Regions from separate parts of the Mus musculus genome. Here region 1 is linked to region 2. The links are chromatin contacts, called in public promoter capture Hi-C maps. All regions are on one chromosome and are shown on one strand. The core of a region is the stretch at or near the end of the contact, and the rest is flanking DNA. Distances in the headings are between cores, read along the strand shown.

What was found. Promoter capture Hi-C pulls out the DNA fragments that hold promoters and counts their contacts.
Region 1: a promoter capture Hi-C map of embryonic stem cells shows a contact between it and region 2, with 6 times the contacts expected there. A contact is called at or near these places in 4 of 39 promoter capture datasets (the C10 cell line, embryonic stem cells and hippocampal neurons) and 1 of 9 other capture datasets (embryonic stem cells).

What each region holds. Positions count from the first base shown.
Region 1 is chr19:13,766,275-13,770,492 of GRCm38.p6, forward strand. It overlaps Olfr1495 (olfactory receptor 1495), which reads left to right and starts at 2,070. Exons shown (of 1, transcript NM_146344.1): 1 at 2,070-3,029. The coding sequence starts at 2,070. The coding sequence ends at 3,029.
Region 2 is chr19:12,594,514-12,598,463 of GRCm38.p6, forward strand. It overlaps A330040F15Rik (RIKEN cDNA A330040F15 gene), which reads right to left and starts at 2,053. Exons shown (of 2, transcript NR_015503.1): 1 at 1,425-2,053.

The DNA.
Region 1 (4,218 bases), core at 820-3,319, 1.2 Mb after region 2:
GTTTTGGCTGAACTATCAGGATCATACTGAAGGTCTGTTTTTTTTTTTTTTTTTACTTGTACTGTACACTTTCTTAATTATGTTTTAAATTTTCTAGGGTAAATGAGGAGATAATATACTTCAGGGGTGTCCAGGAGCTCAGCTCTAAACTAATCTAACATGTAAATTGTGCTATTGGACATTCTAATAGCAATCATATCCATTTGCAATAAACTTAATCTCTAGATACCTCAGTTGTAGAAGACAGGTAGGATTACATGTTTCTTATACTCCTTAGGCATTCAATTTTATGTGTATTTTGGTAAGTGAGTACACATAAGACCTTACTTAGAGAATACTTAGAGAATTCTGTGGTTTCCTGATTCTCTCATGTTTAGAAGAACACTTATATACAGTGTTTTTTATATACAGTGTTTCTGGATTGGTATTATCAATCTGCAACAAAGGAGTAGTTATAAAATCAATGACTTTCTCATCATTAATCCATCATGCCAGTTCAAGAGGACATTAATAGTTTAATTGTTATGCTGTCTACTATCTATTGATTAGCTAAATTCATCTCAAGTTCTTTAGTGTTGCATGTTGGATATGATAAGCATATATAAATAGATAGCCATTAGGCAAAGAAAAGCCACAATCTATGTGAGTTTTAAGTGATTATTTTATAATATATGGAAGAAGCCATTGAATATTGTCTGGCTTTAAAGGAAATTTAAAGGTCCTGAAATTTTACAACCTAATTCAGTGTATCTTAAATAAAATTTATTTGAGATTGCATATGAGAGTCAAAACACTGGACATTCTTGACTTTACATGTACCACTAGTGTAAATGGTAGTTAAACTAGTAAAGTCCAGAGCTGAGTATTTCACACATTCTCTTTCAAATGAAGTTAACTGAACACGCAGAAATCATCATATACAAAGGGTTAATGTGGTCTCTGAGAATAGATACGGAGAAAACTATAAAATATTGGAAGTAATAGATGTAGTCTGTGAGTTTGTATGCATTACTAGATAACAAAAATTTGAAAAGTTGAATGTCTTAAACCTATCAAGCCATGAAATTTTGGGTCACTTAATGGAATCCATCCAGGGAGTTTTTAAATAATTTATTTCTACCAGACACCACATTCTCCTCCAGTTGAGTACATCTTAAATCCAAGTATAATGTGGCTGGTTACTCCTATAGCATTAGGGTCACTATTGCACTAGTAAGCAGATCATGCCAGACCACTGGTTATTATTGTAGCTCATAGGGTCCACAGCAGGGAAGACTTAATTACATTTTGCCCTAATAGCTCAACAGGCACCTGCAAGAACTATTATTGGTGCAAAGCATATTATTTTTAATTACAACTTCTCTACTGTGAGTCACACATTCTGATTAGTCATTCAGCAACTCAGAACCTTTGTTTTGGATTTGTTTCAATTCCATTTAGACAGGAACAATAAATTACATGCCTTATAATTGCATTCATAAATTGAAGCACAGTTAAGCTAATTTGATAAAGGTCAAGAGTAGTTACTCATGAAAAATAAAGACAGGAAAATATAAAGGATATTTTTAAGTTATTGAAATCGTTTCATTTCTTAATGTTGACAATTTTTATACTGGAATATTCATTGTCCATCTCAAAAATTACTTACTTGGATTTTTTAGAAATTTTCCGTGTATATGTTGTATTCTAATAGCAACGCTTAGCCAAAAAGTTGGCCAGAGTTTTCACTGACTTAATTTTCAAATATCTACAGTTATACCTATTTAATTAAATACAATAAAATACAAGCAAAGTATTAGCTCATGTCAATGGAATTTAAATGACCACATGATAGGTTGTATCAAAAGGAAAACTGATTGTCATAGCTTGCAATGAGAATTTCTAGGCCACTGCCCAATTAATGAAGGCGTCCAGAGAAAACCATGCGAGGCTTTTATTATGAATGTATTTTCACCATTGTACTTGAAAACAGAATACTAAATAGGCAATCCCTAATCAAAACTCAGAATTGGCCTCTCTACCCTTCATATAAGCCATCAATCATTGGCTTTTTTTTTTTTTCAGAAGACATGGTGGATAGAAACCCTTTCTTCAACAAATCTGGTCCACCAGAGTTCGTGTTCCGTGTCTTAACCAATGTTCCGGAATTTCAAGCAATCCTCTTCACCCTCTTCTTCCTTCTCTACTTGATGATCCTCTGTGGCAATACCACCATTATCTGGGTGGTGTGCAACCACAGCTCCCTGCACACTCCCATGTACTTCTTCCTGGGCAGTCTGTCATTTGTGGAAATCTGCTACATCACAGATGTGGTGCCCTTGATTCTTTCCAACATCTTTGGAGACCAAAAACCCATATCACTGGCTGGTTGTGGGACACAAATGTTCTTTTTCTCTGTCTTTGGCTGCACGGATTGTTTTCTCTTGACGGTCATGGCTTATGACAGATATGTGGCCATCTGTCACCCACTACACTACAACCTCATCATGACCCAGAAACTGTGTGTCCAGATGGTAATAGGCTCTTTGAGCTTGGCACTTCTTCTCTCCTTGGAGCTTACTGCCTTTACTTTCACATTGCCGTTCTGTAGACACCGCCTTGAAATCAACCACTTCCTCTGTGATGTGGCTCCTATTATGCGCCTGGCCTGTGCTGACATCCATGTGAACCAGGCAGTCCTCTATGTAGTTAGTATCCTAGTTCTGACAGTCCCATTCCTGCTCATTTTCATCTCTTATGTGTTCATTGCTTCTACCATTCTACGCATGCATTCTGCAGAGGGACGCCAGAGGGCATTCTCCACCTGTTCCTCCCATCTCACTGTGGTTTTGCTACAATATGGCTGTTGTAGCCTAGTGTACCTGAGACCCCGCTCCAGCACCTCAGAGGATGAGGATCGCCAAATTGCCCTGGTTTATATCTTTGGTACTCCATTACTAAACCCTCTGATTTACACCCTCAGGAATAAAGATATCAAAGATGCTTTGAGGAACTCTTTCTTCCATGTACCAGCTTCTGACACTAGTTGATATTTTGGGTGTGGAGTAGAGTATCTATGACAATCAGCTCTAAATGAAAAACAATTAAGAAAACTTATTTTCCTTTTAAGTTTGGCTCTTGGTTATTTTTTCTATGTCCACCATGTGTTCATCTGCCCTAATTTTTCAAAGTGCTGTGAATATAATTTAAGTTTAAATTTTCTATGTTCACCTATAGCAATTGCATCAGACACAAGTAATACATTTCTTGATGATACATCGATGTCTTTGTAAATACTGCCTGCTGAGGAGGTATTTTTCAGTAAGGAAAATTCATAAAGCTATATATTATTCTCTATATATTATTGTCTCTTAGACACCTTGGCATGCAGAAGCATAGTTTAGATAATTCATCAATTGTCTTCATTTTTCCATTTCAATAAATGCATTTCTTTCTTTCCACCATTTTTCATTTTCTTTCTTTTTATAATCTCAGAATAAGACATGAATTTCTGCAAGAGTAGCAAGTGCTATTAACCACTAAACCAACTCTCCAAAAATCAGAAGAAATTAGTTTTAAGTGTACATGCTAAGTAACTATATAAAAGTGAATTAGGACATTAAAATTTTTTATTTCTGTTGTTTCCTCCATTTTGTATATTTTTCCTGGTAATGGTTTTATTTACTTATCTATTTATCTTTAATGCAATGCATCCCAACCTCTGTTTTCCTTCTCTCCACTCCTTCCTGACACCACTCTTACCTTCCCCAGATCTAATCTTCCTCCTGTTCACCTCCAACTACATATGGAGCAAAGGGTGGCCTTATCTGGTATCAGTGGGAGGGGAGGCCCTTGGCTTTGTGGAGGCTGGATACCGCAGTGTAAGTGCATGCTAGAGTGGTGAGGGAGGAATAGGTTGGGTGGGGTGCCTTATAGAGGCAAAGAGAAAATTTAATTGGAATGAGGATTTTGCAGAGGAGAAACCAGGAAGTGGGACATTTGAGATGTAAATAAATAAAATAAACAGTTAAATAAATAAATAAATAAATAAATAAGAATTCATGTTGACTCTGTTTTCAAATTATACTTCATGACTCAGTACATGGTTATACCTTAGTTTATAAGAGGAGGCTTCATTTTTCTTTCTCAGTTACTTAAAATTAAAGCTTACATACTCTCAATAAAGCCTCACATGAACATAGAACATTGTTATAGAAAATACACATTTTTATATGCATA
Region 2 (3,950 bases), core at 803-3,302:
TCTCACTTCATTTTAAAAGTAGCCAAACACATGAACAAACATTTCACAAAGAAGATGCAGAAATCAAGAAGTCACATAGGGAAACACTAAATAAGCATCACTATTATTAACACACGGCATGTTCACACACATTAAAAGCTCAAGAAATATCATGACACCCCTAATAGAAACGCTAAAAAAAGTATACTGATAATAGGATTCACAAAATGGCCCAGTGGCTAAAAGAGCTTACCACACACCAAATAACCCAAGTTCAATGCCCAGGACCCACATAATGATAAAAAAGAACTGACTCTACAAAGTTGTCCTTCCCTCTCCACATACACACTATAGTTTGTGCCTCCTCACAATGATGCTGATGAGGACGACAACGACGACGACGATGGTGATGGTGATGGATATGAGGAGACTAGATGTTGAGTACATTGCTTGGTCAAAGGGAGAAACGGCACAACCACACTAGAAGACTGGCTCCAAATCAATGGCTGGGGAGCTCCTAGATCCTAGAGTAGAAGATGCCACTGCTAATTCCTAAACAGTCTTGTGTCAAAATTCCTTCTCAATATTTATGTTTATGTCCATAGGCCTAGGCAGAAGCTTTCTTTAAAATATGGGTATTATTCAACACAGAGACTCATACTTACTTGTTCAAAGTGTTGAGAATAATACAGAGTTCTCAGCCCTAAATGGGACGTCTGTATTAACCCCTTATCAAGTTCTGGACAGTAACCAAGAGCCGTGGAATAGCCTGTAATGCTTTGAGGGGTTGTGTGGGGCAGCTTTAAAAGGTAACCCACACCTGGCCCCACACCTGGCACTAGGCTTTTTATTTGATAGTCATTAGTGTCTGGGGGTAGTTCTAATTAAACCCATTTTATGTATGTACATATACAACATCCAATGGGTACAGAGTATAAGAGTCTATTTCTTTGTTTCATATTGACTTTCAAAAGGCAGTACAATATTTCAGCCTGCTCTGATTTCTACATAGACAGCATAAAGTTTATACCATAAACGCATGCATCCCTTGGCACTGACTTTCAGTGGTCACAACTGTGACGTTTGACCAGCAGAGAGCATGAAAGCTCTAAGATGCTGGTGCAAACTGACAGAGGGCGTGGCTTCTGCATATCTGACACACCTCCAGGATTCAGGCCTGGATGAGGTAATAGCAGGCCAGAAGAAGAAGGCGTGGGGCTGAGCGTGCGTGTGTTCGTCAGTGTGTGTATGTCAGTGCGAGCAAAAGCCCTGGTGAGACTCAAGTGTAGGAGCTCTGGCCGCGGATACAGCCAGCGCTGAGCTGAAAACAGACAGGAAGTTAGTGGCTGCAAACCTCAGTCCCCGCGTTGGCCCCTGGGACCGGGATGGCAAGCGAGCTTTTGGACACCCGGGGACCCGGGAAGTATCCGCGGGCGTGAGCTCACCTTGGCGTTCTTCCGGGGAGGGGAGACACCTGGAAGCCTCTGAGCGGAGCCCCAGGGAGGGAGCTGTGCCACCGCCGTTGCCTGGCTCCCAGCGGAGAGAGGACGGAGGGCGTGACCATGCAACTCCAGCGAGGCTCAACTGGTGCGAGGCGGGTGCTGCGTCGCGCTTGGGCCGTGCGCCCTGGGTGGCTTTGCAAGGCGGGCGGCGAATGTGCAGGGTCAGGTTTTTTGCATGAAGCCGCTGGACCCCTCGGAGCAGCGGCAGCGACAGGGGCGGTGGAGCACAGTTGGAGGCGGGCAGCTACGGGTCCGCGTCCCGGTGCCTAAGCGACTGCAGACTCCCCCATGAACCACAGCTGAGGCTTCCCGGGAGGCGGTGGCGCCCGAGGCCGGGTGTGCAAGGACGGGGAAGGGAGCATCTCAGGGCACTTCATGCTCCAGACCTCAGCCTTGGACCCTAGTGGTGTAGGAATGGCTGACCGATCATGGCGGCTGGTGTCCCTACAGCCCTGCTGTGAAACACCACTTCAAGGCGGTGCTGCGCTGGTCCACGCGCGGGGCCAGCGTGGTGTTGGGCTAGGTGGAGAGACAGATTGCCCCCTACATCATCGACCTGCAGTCCATGAACCAGTTCCGCCAAGACACGGGTGAGCCATCCAAATCCCTGGTCTGTCCACTGACTCACCCAGTGACTAGCTTTGCTTACTGATGTCCTCACGTGATAGGTGTTGAGGGCAGGTGTTTCCCTTCCTTAGATCCTCACAGGATTCCAAGACCACCTTCAAGTATTTGTCCTGGCAAGTAGTTTAAATTGTCTTGATTATACAAACCCAGCTTCGGCCTAGCTGCAGGAGACCCCTTTATGCCCCCATCGCCACCCCCAGCCCCTACTGGCCCTTAGTGCAGGAATTCTAGGACTTTGCAGTTCCCAAGGAATGCGGGGTCTTCAGCAAGATACTGCTGGAGCCCTTTTACTGCTCACACCTCAGCTGACTTTGCTTTGCCTCAAGCACCTTTGGGGCTGCCGTACACCTCCCCCTCCCTTCAACCTGGCTGAATCTGGCCCTCTTCTATGGACCCCCCCTTCCCACTGACAACTCCTGGATGTAAGATTTGGGAAGCCGTAGGGTTCCTCAGTGTCTAGTTACAGTCTAGTGTGTGAAAAGTGCTGGAAAATTACTGGGAAGAGAGATTGGAGCCAGGGATTCCAGAGCTGGAGCATCTGGATGTGGTGGAGAGAAGAACCGGAGGACTGGGCTCCGGAATGCCTGGCAGAGAGGCTCCTCCCTTTGTCCACAGAGGACAGGACAGAGTGAACATTCTGCAACATTCTCCAACAGCCTGCAGAGTGGAGAATGTCTTTGCCAGCTATGCCTCAGACAGGGGCTGGGCGTCTAGAATATATAAAGAACTGCAGTAATTAAACTTCAAAATAGCTAGTCAATAAATCAGCCAATGAATGGAAGATACCGTTCGCAAAAGTAGGACCACATATGGACACCAGAGATTAAAAAGGCGTTCAGCATTCTTAGTTACCAGCTGAGTGAAAATTGAAGCTACGTTTTGGATTCCATCTTCCCCTAGTGACAATTACTAAGATAAAGAAAAGAGACAGCAGTGCTGTTGAGGTAATGTAACCTAGTACAGCCATTATATAAATTAGTATACATTTCTAAAAATTAAAAAAACAGAACTTCCCTATGATCCAGATATACTTCTGAGTGTGTGAGTGTGTGTATGTGTGTGTGTGTGAGTGTGTGTGTGTGTGTGTGTGTGTATTCTACCACAGAGATACCTGCACATCCACATTTATTGGTTTTCTATTCAAAATAGCAAAGAAATGGAACCAGCCCAAATGGAGCCAACAGATGAATGGATAAGGAAAACGTGGCACATATATAAATGGTATTTATTCAGCTGTAAAGAAAAATGAAATCACATAACTTACAGAAAAATGAATGAATATGGGAATTAGAAAAAAAAACCCTCCAGATTTAGACAGACAGCACATCTCTCACATGTGGAGCCTAGCCTATAAAGTCTGTCTGTCTGTCTGTCTGTCTGTCTGTCTGTCGTATGTAAGTTGGGGTGAATTCCTTGACTGTAGGCTCTGGAATCAGAAAAGAGTGCACAAAGAGGGAAAGAAAGTGTTGCAGAAGTAGAGGAAGGGCACAGGGAGGTGAATGTGGAGATGGAGGATGTGTGTAAGGTACAGTGGGGAGGGGGTGAGGGTATGGGGGGTGAGAAAGGTGAGGTGATTCAACAAAATAAATTTTGTCTGAAACTGGCACAATAAAACCTAATTCTGTGTGTTAATTATTAATGAAAAATAAACTATTTACAAAATAAAACTATGAAGACTGAGAAGTATGTACAAAGATGCCTCTTATGTTGTTCTTTTAAAATAACAGTAAGATTTTGGGGTGTCCTAAATTTCCAAAACAGAAAAATAGTTAAATAAATCACAAATTTCTGTGTCATAATTCTGATCATTATGTAAACACTAAAGCTAACTCTAAAAATAAT